Regions from separate parts of the Astyanax mexicanus genome. Here region 1 is linked to region 2. Evidence: chromatin contacts called from public Hi-C data. All regions are on one chromosome and are shown on one strand. Each heading gives the region's core, a stretch centred on a gene start, on an enhancer-like site or on the middle of the called end of the contact. The rest is flanking DNA. Distances are from core to core; before and after follow the strand shown. Region 1 overlaps zgc:171572 (protein bicaudal D homolog 2). Region 2 holds the start of zgc:171572 (protein bicaudal D homolog 2).

Region 1 (6,329 bases), core at 241-2,740, 71 kb after region 2:
ATAGGTAGGGGGCAGAACCCAATTTCCCACCATCCCTGTGTGTGCATACTTAATGAGCTGTACTGTTCAGAATCAGTTCTTAATAAAGATAACTCATCAATAAAGATGAGTGGAGTGTGATTTAAGGCTGATAGGAGAGCGTTGGCTTGTTTTAATTAAAGGGTTTCTTTTTTGTTATGCTAATAATTCAGTAGCACTACAGAATAAAGGAGTGTAGAATGAAGATAAGGAGATGTGGTGTAGCTCTGCAGGTTTGAGGGGTGATGGAGGGAGGAGTAATATTAAGGCTGATATTCTTCCCTCATAGTGAGGAGACTTGTCTGGACATGTCTAGCCCACAGAAGAAGAAGGAAAAAAACTAAAATGTAAACTCCAGTAAAGTGACCCTTGGCCATTTCCTGTTCTCACACACACACACATACACACACACACACACACTCTTATTTTGCTGTAAGGCTCTGCAACTTAACATGATTAATCTGCTGAGTTCCTTCCTTCCTTCCATCTCTCTATTCTTTTATCCGTCCTTCCTTTTATTCTTTTAGATCGTCACAGTACTTAGTCTCTTGTTTTCTATCTTTATTTAACTCCAGACTAGAGCAGTACAATAAATAATATTTTAAATTTCACATTTAATCATAATTATAATCTAAGTTGTCAAACATTTTACAACACATTGAAGATGAGCCATCATGCTAACAGCCATCATGCTAACAGCCATCATGCTAACAGCCATCATGCTAACAGCCACGATGCTAACAGCCATCATGCTAACAGCCATCATGCTAACAGACACGGCTGTTGGCCTTTGCTGGGTGTGGGTGGATTTGCACAATGCTAACAACCACAATTCTTACAGCCACAATGCTTACAGGCATGGCCATTGGCCTTTGCAGGGTGTGAGTGGGTTAGGGTTTTGACTGTTTTGTGTCTTAAACTAATATAGGATCTTAATTTATGAACTTCAGGACATTCAATTATCAATTATCAATGATCAACTGTATCAATTTTTTTTCTCCATATTGTACGCCAGATTTCCAGACCATGCCAGTTCCCAGGCTGCCTGTGAACATCTGAAGTGTGTGTGTGTGTGTGTGTGTGTGTGTGTGTGTGTGTGTGTGTGTGTGTGTGTGCGCGTGCGTGTTTTTGTGTTCTTCTAAATCCCTTGTAGTAGACGTCCTCCATCTCCTTTCTGTCTGTGATGGACGTGGTCAATGTGCCTCACAATACACCCCCTCCCCACCCCCTCGTTGCAGCAGAACTCTTTCCTATTCTCTACTTTCTCTACATCACTCTTGACCATTCTCTCTCTCAAACACCCGCATGCACTAGAGTCCCCCACCCCCATTTTTCCCGGGAAATCTGCCCCGCCCTCATATGAACCCTTGCATCTTTTTAACCAAGGTTTCCCAAGGGAACACTGTGGCTAATGGAGCGTCACTGATGTCCATTGTCAGTGTGTGTGTCTGTACGGTCAGGTCCACTCGCACTCGCACTCACCCTGCCTCTCGCTTTCATTCACACAAACACATTCACAAACAAGAGGGTGTGTGTTTGGGTCGTCTAGACCGTGGCTGGGTCAAAGTTCATCCCCGTGGGAATGGCTGTAGGGCAATCAGTCAATAAAAGCCTGAAGAACCAATCACATCTTAAAGAAGGGCACATGAACAGCCAATGAGAGAGCAAAGTTTGAACAAAACAAATCGATAATCAGCATGATTGGCTCATTTCTGGTGTACCCGCCCCCTTTGCCCAGATGTTATGGTTTGAATCTGAGAAGTTACTGGTCCTTTATGAGGCGGTGTTGTTGCTGACCTTATTGAAGCAGTCTCAGCTGACTGATGGACAAACAACAGCCTGAAAGCATCTGTATGTGGAGAAACATATGTAGGTCCACTGTTGATATGCTATAAGAGTTTGTAGTCTTGTATGCATACTAGAATTTTAAAAAACTATTTTATAGAAAATCTAGGTATTTTTAAGTTACTGTTTATTAAATAGGTTTTTCTTTTGTTTTTACTGAATGTATGAAACGTATATTTATCATACATAAAACAAGATTTTTTTTTGTTGCAGTAGTATTTTCATGAAATTAATTATTATAATAATTATTTTGGGACATATTGCCTGTCCCTGGTGGACACCCCTTCAAATGAAAGCACTTCTCTATTGCAGAAATACACGTGCAAATACACACTCAGCTTGTTTAGTCCCTGTATAGAACTACTGCCAATAGAATAGGACCTATTGGCTCCTTTATTAATGCCAAGAGTGAATCAAAGGGTCAAATCCTCACAGCAGTGGCCCCAGAATTGAGTGCCCACCAGAGGAGTCCTCAGCATTGCTCTGGATGTCTGAATAAAGACCTACAGTAGATGACACAGGACAGTAACAGGCTTTGATTTGATTTGTGTACCAGCCCTCAGTTTACCTGCTGGTACATGTCGACTGTCTTAGATCCTTTGTTCACTATATATCTAAGAACTTCTGGAGGCACATGGGCAGGTAGACCTGGGTGTGGAAGGTACATCGAGTTTGATGCTCCATCTTGGGGCAGTTGGGGAAGAGTATAAGGCTAATAATGTGTTTTGTCAAGCACTGCCCGAGGCCAGGGAGCAGCAATTTTAATATAATTACCAAGGTGTGGTAAAGGAGGAATGTTCACACGGCATACTGGCTAAATCCAGAGCCAGCAAAGAAGATCAGAAGAAAGGACAAGAGACGAAACAGTGAACTAGGAAAAGGAAAGCTGGGCTAATGGTGAATAAATGCTAATAGGACTTCATTAGCTTGAGCTAATGTTAACCTGCCCACTGCTATCTTCCATTCATTATCAGCAGTTTTTGAAGGCAATGGATATATATATATATATATATATATATAATCTGGAATATGGCATTGCAGCACACATTAAACAGTAAACATTGTGTGTGTGTGTGTGTGTGTGTGTGTGTGTGTGTGTGTGTGTGTGTGTGTGTGTGTGTGTGTGTGTGTATTTACACAATTCATTGCTAGGGATGCAGCAACCAATATTCAGCAGCCAATATTTTGTTTGAAAATGGAAGAAAAGCACATTCAGTGGTGGAAGCAAAAGAATAATTCATACCAAATAATGGAATTTAGCAAGATAGGGTTAAATTCAGTATTTTTAATTTATGCAAAAGTAAAATGTGTCATCATTAAAAGAATGTTTTATATTTTTTCAGGTTTCAGCCAAAAAAGTTCATTTTTATTCATCTAGATTTATTAATCTCTATTAATAGATTCTTTCATTCTAAATGGCAGTAATCAAACACTGTTCAGAGCCTAGCATCTCATCACTGCTTATTAATCCATATCATTCATAACCTTTTAAATCTTCCTATTAAAATGCACACTGCATTTATTTGCATAATATTAAAATATTAGCTAATGAGGCTCATATGGAAGCATATGATTACACTGTATTGTGCAGCGTATGGGTGTGTGTGCTTGTATGGATTGAGGGGGAGCTCTTCACACTTAAAGAGCGCCATCTAGTGGTGGGACAGTCACAGAGTGAATATGATTTATACAGTACCAGTCAAAAGTATGGACACGCTCAATATTTACTCATTAATTGTAACATTATTTATTACATTGTAGATTAATATGAAATACTTGAAAACTGTGAAAACACACACATGCAGTTAGTTTAAGTACACACTAAGAAAAATAAGAGTACTAAGTTTGTCATTGGTACCTTATATTAAGGTTTTAATATTATTTGTGTACCCATGTTTTTTGTACCAGTAAAATTATAAAGATAATAAATATTATCATCAACTGAATATATGTCAAGAACTTGATGATCCACCATTGTCTGGCTTTCAAAAGAAAAAATATGGTACAGTTGTACAAATATGTACTTCCTGTATTGAAGTATTGCCAATAGAAGAATCAATAGAATATGACTCTCCGGAGTCATTGCATCCTTGCTGAATGCAATCAAGTCCTCACAGCAAATCCATTAGATAGATAATTAAAACATGCAGGATCTTCATGACTAAAGTTGGGGTAGACTGAAATAGAAGCAGTGGTTGGAGCCCTCTGCTGGACAATAGCAAACCTGCAGCTGCTCTGTTCTGTCTGCCCCATGGTAAATTCCTTTATTTACTGTATATTGAATTATCCACTCACTGAGCAGTCTATTAGAAACACTGTACTATTACCGGTGGGTCTCCTCAGTTTTGCTCCCAAAACAGCCTCAGTTGTTTATGGCAGGTATTTCACAGGATGTTTGAAGCATTCCTATGAGCTTCTGGTTCATGTTGACCTGATTGCGTCATGCAGTTCCTGCAGATTCTTCCGAAGCACTGTCATGCTGTGAATCTCCTGTTCTGCCACATTGCAAAGATGTTCTGCTGGATTCAGATCCGGCGACTGGGAAAGCCCCAGAAGAACAGTGAACTCATTATCATGTTAATGCAACACAGTTTAAGATGACCTTTGCTTTGTGTTAGACAAGTGGTTCTCAAACATTTTACACCAAGTAAAACCAACAATCAAACCAAAAAGTCAAACTACCACCTACAAGTTATCCACAGCAATGTATGCAAGCAAACTAGTGGTGAAAAATATGGTACCCACATGCATTTGCTTGTATAATCGTTTGTATTTTTTATTTTTTTTGCATTAAAAACACATACGTGTACCACCTTGGTGTAGCACATACCACACTTTGTTTAGGAGTCCAATTTCCAAACACTGGAGAGTGTTTTCAGCTCACATGGGTTGCCAGATTTACACACAGTGGCAAGCGAAGCGAGTGTTTCTCTTATTCTACATTCTGTACATATTCTATGCATATACATTTGCAGTGTCAAAAATGTGTCTGTCTCTAGCATGTTAGTGGTGGTGTTAAATTACCAAGTTACGGACAGCAACCTAACTGAAGCTCAGTGATTACCTGTTCAGCAGAAAAATAGTCAGCATGCCCGTTCCCGTGGCTGCAGAACACATTTTGTGTGCTATTGTGTTCTTAACCTGGCAATCTTAAGTGTGGAAATGGTACTGGGGGAATGGTGGTGGGCAGATTTGGAGGCCACAGCCTACACATTACTGATTACCGTGACGTACTGCACAGTTCAAATAAAATCATACTGAAGCTGAAGCTCTGCTTACAAGAGCTGACAGTGATTAAACTCAGTGTGTTTACTTAATATCTGCTAATGCTATATAAAATATAATTCTTATGGTCCTTTAAAGTAGTTGAATGCACTCAATAGAAGTGGTGACCACAAACATTTGGACATAGTGTATTTTAAATTGTAACTTGTTTTCTGATCTTGATATGGTTCTAACAGTAAAATTAGTTGTTAACTTGTTTTTAATCTCTTTCTCTCTCAGCTGCGATGAGTACGTTACTCAGCTGGATGAGATGCAGAGGCAGCTGGCGGCAGCAGAAGACGAGAAGAAGACCCTGAACTCTCTCCTCCGCATGGCCATCCAGCAGAAGCTGGCCCTCACGCAGCGTCTGGAGGACCTGGAGTTCGACCACGAGCAGACCCGCCGCGGCGGAGCCAACGGCCGCACCAAGTCGTCCAGGGCCAAGCTGGCCCAGAGCGCGGCCCAGCCGTCCCATGTAAGTCCGACCCTCACGGCCACCTGCGGGGGTCGGGGCGAGCCCAACGGCCTTCTGGGAACGCCTATGGTGTTCTGCAGCGAGAAGTACAAGATCTACTGCGACTAAAAGTTTCATGAGTGTGTGTTTGTCTGAAACGGCACTAAATCGGTGTACAAAGCCCCACTACTCACATGCTCGGCTCTCTCGCTCGCTCTCCTGCTGACCTGTGCGGTGTGTATGTGTGTCTGTTAGGGCTGTGTATGGGTTTGCCTACCATTGTATTAGTAGCTCTGTGAATGAGGACGGCTAATATGGTAGCACTAGCTAAAAAAGCTGCCAAAATTAGTTGTTTTGTTGTTATTTTCTTTCACACAGAGGGCAGAGTGTTTCCTTCTGTACTCATGGTGCTGTATCTTAAGCGGCAGATAGATTTGCGTACGCGTGTGTGCTTGTTTCCTGACCTGACCGCTAGTCATGCTAATCGGAGGTAGCCGCGAGGGCGTTGTTTTTTGTGGTCGTGCCGTAATCCTAGCTGCCCTTCGCAACTCAGTAGACTTCTTTAAGCGGTCCCTCCTGCCCTCTCCCTCGTTCCCTCTCTCTCCTGCCTCGGAGAAAACCTCCCTCAACCTGAACCTGGCAACCCGTTGTCTAATCAGGTGGCTAATGTTTACATTCTTAAATAAACTCGTGAATATGCAATTTCCCCCAGTCTTCTGACAGAAGGGGAGAACAAGTATTTTTGATA
Region 2 (6,787 bases), core at 1,419-3,918:
TATGTCTGCAAATGCCTCTACACGCTCTTCCACTGGCCTCAGTCTCCTTAAATAACTAAACATAATAATATTAATTAAAATACAGCTAGCCTAATAACAGTTGAGGTAAACAGTACTGAACCACTAAAATATAAAAACTGCAGCCCCACACTCTTCAGGCATTATCCAACCAGAAGTCATAATTACCTGTAACTCCACTCCTCTCTCCAATATTACTGGCAGTATAAGCAGAACAAACTCCCAGCACTGCATCCAGCTACAAGATAAACAAACAGCTCATTGAGCCTATGTACTACAGTCTGAGCTACTCAGGTACACTCACAATAAATAAAGCACTAAAAGAGTTCACATATCGTTTCTCCTGCGTGCACACAGTCTCTCACACACACACCACGAGCAAGGGAAAGTCGGAAAATCCAGACTACCTCAGCAGCTCCAGACTAACTTGGCGTCCTGAGCACGCTTCTCAAAAATGCCGGCACACTACGGGTCTCGAGGGAGCTCAATATATTCGCGTTGGTTTATTACTCTGCGCTGGCGCCACCTACTGGGTTCTAATCCCCTTCGTCTGCACTGGGATTATGCCCTACAGCCTACATCGACATAAGAAATAACCAAGGGTAAAACTATATAAAAAATAATTACAACAGCATGAGAGCAGCATGTTTAAATTGTGTTCAGCATATTCAGGGAAAGTATTCAGTTGCAGCCCTAATATACATTTAAAAATAAACACATCGAAACCATTTTAACAATCATCCGATCAATGTCTTTGGCTTGTAATATCACAAAATTGTGAAAAAAATAACTTCTATGTTAAGCTAGTTCAAAAAATAAAGTTTAATGCATACCCCTGGACACTTAATATGATAACGGCTTGATTAACCTAAACATTTACCCAATATGGACAAAAGTATCAGGACACCTACTCATTTGTTGTTTCTTTTTAAATCAAAAGTATCATTATAATATATATTATTTAGTTGAAGAGAAATGTATATTATCTGTTTATATTTTAGAATGAACAGAAACAGCACCACATGTGTAAAGGGGGGGTTTAGCCAATAGGGATTGAGCTCTGTCCTCAAGTTGTCTTTCAGCTCGCGCAGCTCATCTCTGCTCATCGCCGTGTCGAACAAGCCTATTCTTCTAGTGACTGCAGGAGACCATTCCCAGACACTGGTTTCTCGGTTTCTCCAGTCACAAACTCTAGTGCACAGTCCATGCAAATATAGATGCAAACTTTATAAATAATCTGAAAAAAAAAGCTGCACTAAAAGAGAACACAAGTTCACAAAAGAATATGCCCTATAGTATTTTTTAGGATTTGTTTATGCAAAAACAAACAAACAAACTGATAACATGATATTTTGATAGCATTTTGACTTTACATTTAGTACATTTTTTGTTTCATGTAATTGTAAATGTTTGTTTTTGTTAAAGTACATTATCTTTATGTTACATTACTTTTACATTTTGTATGAGAAAGTTACTGTTGTTTATAAAAGAGACAAAATATACTTTCATGACATTTCATGACAGACCACCCATATAGTTTGAGACAAGTGATTAAACACAGAGCTAAATGTAGCAAACAGACAGGCAGGCCACCCCCCACAGGGGTCCTGACAGAAACACAGACAGGTGCAGCAGTTAAAACACTGTATTAACAGCAGAACACCAAAACACACAAAAAACCTATTACTCACACTACTCCATATTTCCATTTATAGCAAATGTTTTTAAACTTCCCTTTTAATGACTGCATTCAGCTGCATGCACTGACTGCTGACACAAATCTGCAAATGTACACACACAGCTTGTCTAGGTTACGTAGAGATATACTGCCAATAGAACAGAATTCTGAAATTCACTACAGGACACTCAAAAGTTTTTTTAGTTGGGTTTTTTCTTTTAACTTTTTATTTATTTTCTTTATGTACGGTAATTTGTTATTTTATTTATTTTATTTTTGTTTAACGTGTGCCCCCTTACCTTTTTATTTTATTGATTTCATTGTTTTATTTATTTTATCTTCTCTTTTACCTTTACATTTTAGCCTGTCCACTTGTACTTTTATTCTATTTTTTTTTTCTCCTATATAAATCTTTTATTGTTTTTTTGTTTTTCTAATGTTTTTTACCAATTGCTGATTTGTTTACAAAGTTCCTTATTTTGGCTTTTAATTATTATTTTTATAGTCCCTTAAAGTTGTAAATGCTTGAGAGCATTAAAAGGGGTTACACAATGTATTACAGAGTGAAAATAAAGATTAGTTGATGGATTAAAGATGGAACAATGTCCAATACTTTGGGATATTGTAATATATACATACGCTGGGTGTAGTGACAGCTTTTTACCGAACCGTGTCGCTGTTCTCGCGCTCTGTCTCAGGCGTCTCCACGTCACTCCCTGCAGCCGTTTGAGGGCAGCGTGCCCGGCATCCGTATACACAATCCCGCGGTGCATCATGGGAAGTAAGTCCTTCTCGCCCTTGTTTGCGCGCTGCCTCTCTTTACACGAAACTACAACTCCCACAAATCCGTGCTGCCTCATGGGAAGTGAGTTCTTGTCACCCTAGTCTGCACGCTGCCTGTATTACAAAAAACTACATCTCCCACAATCCCGCGGTCTCGCCGTGGGAGTCCGGGCTGGGCGCTGCTGCTTGTGCGGCTGGCGGCTCCTGGCGGCTCATTCCCGGTCCCGGAGCGGAGCGGAGAGGCGGAGCGCAGCGCGACCATGGAGCAGCACTGAACCGGCGCTCCGCGGCCACAAACCCCGACCTGCTGACAGACCACTCTGCCACACAGCCATGCTCCGACCCAGAACACTGTAACGCTGACTGACGCCGCCGCTCGCCGGTTAACACACGGCGGCTGTCCGGTGATCCCTCCTCTCCTCCGGTCTGTGTACACGGAGCCCCCCACCCTTCTCCCCCTGTCTCACCCCCGGCTCTCCATCATCTCCCTCCGGCAGCATGTCCGCGGAGGAGCCGCTTGGGGTCGAGCCCGGAGCCGAGTGGCTCGTAAGCGAGCTGGAGCGCCTGTCCCGGGAGCTGAGCGAGACGACCCGGGAGAAGATCCAGGCTGCGGAGTACGGGCTGGCCGTGCTGGAGGAGAAACAGGCGCTCAAGCAGCAGTTCGACGAGCTGGAGGCCGAATACGAGGCCGTGCGGCAGGAGCTCGAGCAGCTCCGGGAGGTAACGGCCGTTAACGGATATTAAAGGGGCGCGTGATGCGGGGTTTTTTATTTTATTTTATTCAGTCCTTGTTTATAAAATCAAAAAGACAATATGTGTAAGTCAGGACCATATATGGTTTGATAAATCGATAATGTAATCGATAATGTACTAGTAATTACGATTTTAAAACATACCATACTCTAATAGAGCATTTTATCCAATGTATTACATGATCAATGTAAAGCAATAAGGTTTTCATTAATAATAGTGATTTATAGATAATTTATTTTATAGATGTTTTCCTATTTGTAGTGCCTGTTGAAATGTGCAGCAAATTTTTGAATGTTTTTTTTCCATTGAGAATGATTAATATTCACATTTACAATCCTGATCATACATTTTATTAAGAAAAAAGTCAATAGTTAATATTAATAATAATAATAATAATAATGGCCTGTAATAACCACTGTTTATGCCATTGGTATATTGATAATCTAACAGCATAATAATGCATTTACACCCTTTTTAAAGAGCAACAAAGTAAAAAAGTATAGTGTTTTATATATATATATATATATATATATATATATATTTATTTTTTTAAGTGTAGTTACATATATATATATATATATATATATATATATATATATATATATATATATATAACTATACTTTTTTAATAATATACAATAGATTACATATGTATGTATGTATGTAGTCGTGGTTCAATACCTGGGGGATTATTACAGTACTGATTTTGCTGATTTTCCAACTCACCTTGACCCACCTGATTCATTTTAGTACCTATATGTACAGGTTTAGTTATATTTATAGGTTTAGTATGTTAATCTGGGCATCAACAACATAAAACCCAAAAAATCTAAACCTGGCTGGACTGGCTGGTCCCTCTCTTAAGGTACGCTTTGTGACATCACAAGGTCAAATTCAAAGTGTATGAGAACACAAAGCATACCAGCAGCCTTGATCTCAGCTTGATCTTACTGCTTCCTAATATAAATGGTCACAGTGGTGTTAAAGTTCAGAAGCAGGACTTTCATTATTGAAGCTCTTTAAAGCTTTGAGGCCTCTATAGGCTCTCAGTCCCTGTTCCTTCATGTCTCCTGGCTTGCTGTAGTGCTTTAATTAGAGTCTGGCTGTTGTGCAGATTGTTGAATATCTGTGAAAATTTTCTAAGGCATAAAAATGGGTCAGATGTTGGATTATGAGACTAAATTTGCTGTGGTGATCAATGATCTAAGTCCAATATCTAGCCATCACCCACTCACTCACTTACTCCTTGCAGTGTTTAGACTTGTCTGGGAATCTGTTTAAGCTTGTCTCGCAGTTTATAAAGACAAAGTAGTCATTTATTGATTAAATGGAGAAATGTAGAGTTGAGTTTTTGAAGGAGGAGTGTGTGATTTGTGTGTGTTCATGTCCTGTGGTTGAAAATGGCGGGCTGGGTTTGAATTTGTTTCTATTTGCGGAAAGAGCTCGTTTTTTCCCGCCTGGAAAGGGTGACGAGCGAGCTGAACGAGTTACGACCCACACAGGCATGATGGGAATGCAGATGAGATGAGTCTCCCCCGAGCAGAGCTGCAGATGAACCGCAGCTCTGTAGTCTGTAGATGGTTGGGAATTTTCATCATATCCTCTTTGTCACTGCTGGAGAATAGCTGTTTTATTTTTTATAAATGGCTTTTTTTTTAACTTGCATTGTCAAAAAAGTAGCAACAAGCAAGTTTACATAAACAAATGATATCCACCATAGAATATTACTTATGTTACACACTCAGAAACAAATAATAATGTAAGAAAAATCTATGAAAATAGATACAATCCTGATAATTGACAAACTGAAGATAGGATGATCAGATTCCATTAAATAAATCAGGTGTTTAGTATATAAGGATATGAGTCACAAACTCCATAGCTGTACACACTCAATTAAAATTTTATACCAATCCTGAACAGAAGAAACCTTATCACTTGTCACTTATTTAAGACAATAAGCTATTTTTCCTGCTGCATAAATCGGAATACTATATAATCTTCCATCATTTTTCTTTTCAGTGTTTGCCTTGTAATGCCTAAAATGAAAGAAAGATGATTGAGGTCAGAACGGCTCTTTTATTTTCAGATAGATGTTTGCCTTGTGATTCCTGATAGTATGAGATTAGGTCAAGAATGCAGGAGAAGGACCAGCCGCTGCTGCAGCTGTTGTTTTTTGTTTGAATGTGCAGAGCTGTAGGAATACACAGTTTTTAATGAGTTTGGTCAGTTTTGCTTGGTGTTGGCCCTTTCTTTTAATAAGGAGACTTTCTTTGTGCTTTTAATGTTTTTTAATTGTTGAAAGTGAGTCAAATAATGTGCCCCAACTACTTATTAATAATAAGAAAAATACATAATGCCCACATTGTACACACAAACTTTGACAATCTAACTACACAATCTAAAAACTGTCCTTTTATATAATTAATAACCTAAATAACCTTGTTTTAGGATGAAAAATTCCCAATACATTTGTTCACATAGTATGTATGCAAAAGTATTTCTAGGAAATGTAAATTATACTTTTTGATCAATTGGCTATCAAATCAAAATAATGATTAAAGAACAGACATGTATAATGTGCTAGAGACTCAAATCAAAGTACAAGTCTCTCTCTCTCTCTCTCATTCTCTTTCTCTCTAATTCTCTTTCTCATTGTCTTTCTCTCTACTTCTAACTCTCTCTTTCTCATTCTCTTTTTTCTCTAATTCTCTCTTATTGTCTTTCTCTCAAATTTTCTCTCTCTCATTCTCTTTCTCTCTAATTCTCTCTTATTGCCTTTCTCAAATTCTTTCTCTCTCTCATTCTCTCTCTAATTCTTTCTCTCTCTCTCTCTCTCTCTCTTGTTCTCTCTCTCTTGTTCTCTCTGGGGTTTCTGCTGAAGTGATTTCTCCTGCATTCCACAGGCTCTAAAAATCAGAAACAGGAAAAAAGGCATCAGTAAATCTTTCCCACTGAAAGCTGGATTAATGCATGCAGGCAGGCAGCGTGACAGAAAGCAGGATGTGGCTATTGTAACTGTCCCAAAGAGCATCTCCTTCTGTACGCAGAATCACCCCCCGTTTCTTCTCCGGATGCTCAGCAGTCCTCTCAGTCTGAATGAAATTCTTGAGAGTGGAAGTCATTAAAAAATATTGCATTTTTAAACTTACATAATCAAACAAACTAGCACCAAAGAAGCTCACATAAACAAAATGATTTTCACTACAGAATATTACTGATGTTACACACTTATCTGCTTGTATCCCAATTATTGACCAACTGCAACTATTGAAAATTAAAGAGTGTCACATTCGATTAAATAAATCTGTTGATGAATATATAAGCATACAAGTCTCAAACTCTATAACTTTCCACACTTATGACAATTCTTAACAGAGGAAACCCTATCACATGTCCAAGACAGTAAGATATTCTTCCTTACTGAATAAATCAAAATATTATACGGTATTTTATCTTTTTTATTTGTCAGTGTTTCACTTGGAATGCCCAAAATTAATGAAAGAGGATCGAGGTCTAGATCAAATCCTATAATCCTATAATACATACAACTAA

The links. Hi-C and Micro-C count contacts between places; a contact is called where the count stands out from the background.
Region 1: a Hi-C map of muscle shows a contact between it and region 2, with 9 times the contacts expected there. The contact joins the enhancer-like site here to the promoter of zgc:171572 in region 2. A contact is called at or near these places in 2 of 3 Hi-C or Micro-C datasets (both in muscle).

What each region holds. Positions count from the first base shown.
Region 1 is chr12:12,750,346-12,756,674 of AstMex3_surface, forward strand. zgc:171572 (protein bicaudal D homolog 2) reads left to right here. Exons shown (of 10, transcript XM_007237045.4): 9 at 5,368-5,602. Among protein-coding and RNA genes, the nearest start is that of fgd, 20 kb to the right of the region's middle. Within about 2 kb of position 1,491, the one cell type or tissue checked has an H3K27ac peak away from gene starts, as active enhancers do.
Region 2 is chr12:12,677,740-12,684,526 of AstMex3_surface, forward strand. It overlaps zgc:171572 (protein bicaudal D homolog 2), which reads left to right and starts at 2,669. Exons shown (of 10, transcript XM_007237045.4): 1 at 2,669-3,199. The coding sequence starts at 2,978. LOC111192739 (a long non-coding RNA gene) reads right to left here and starts at 649. Exons shown (of 3, transcript XR_002650119.2): 1 at 426-649; 2 at 187-256; 3 at 1-55.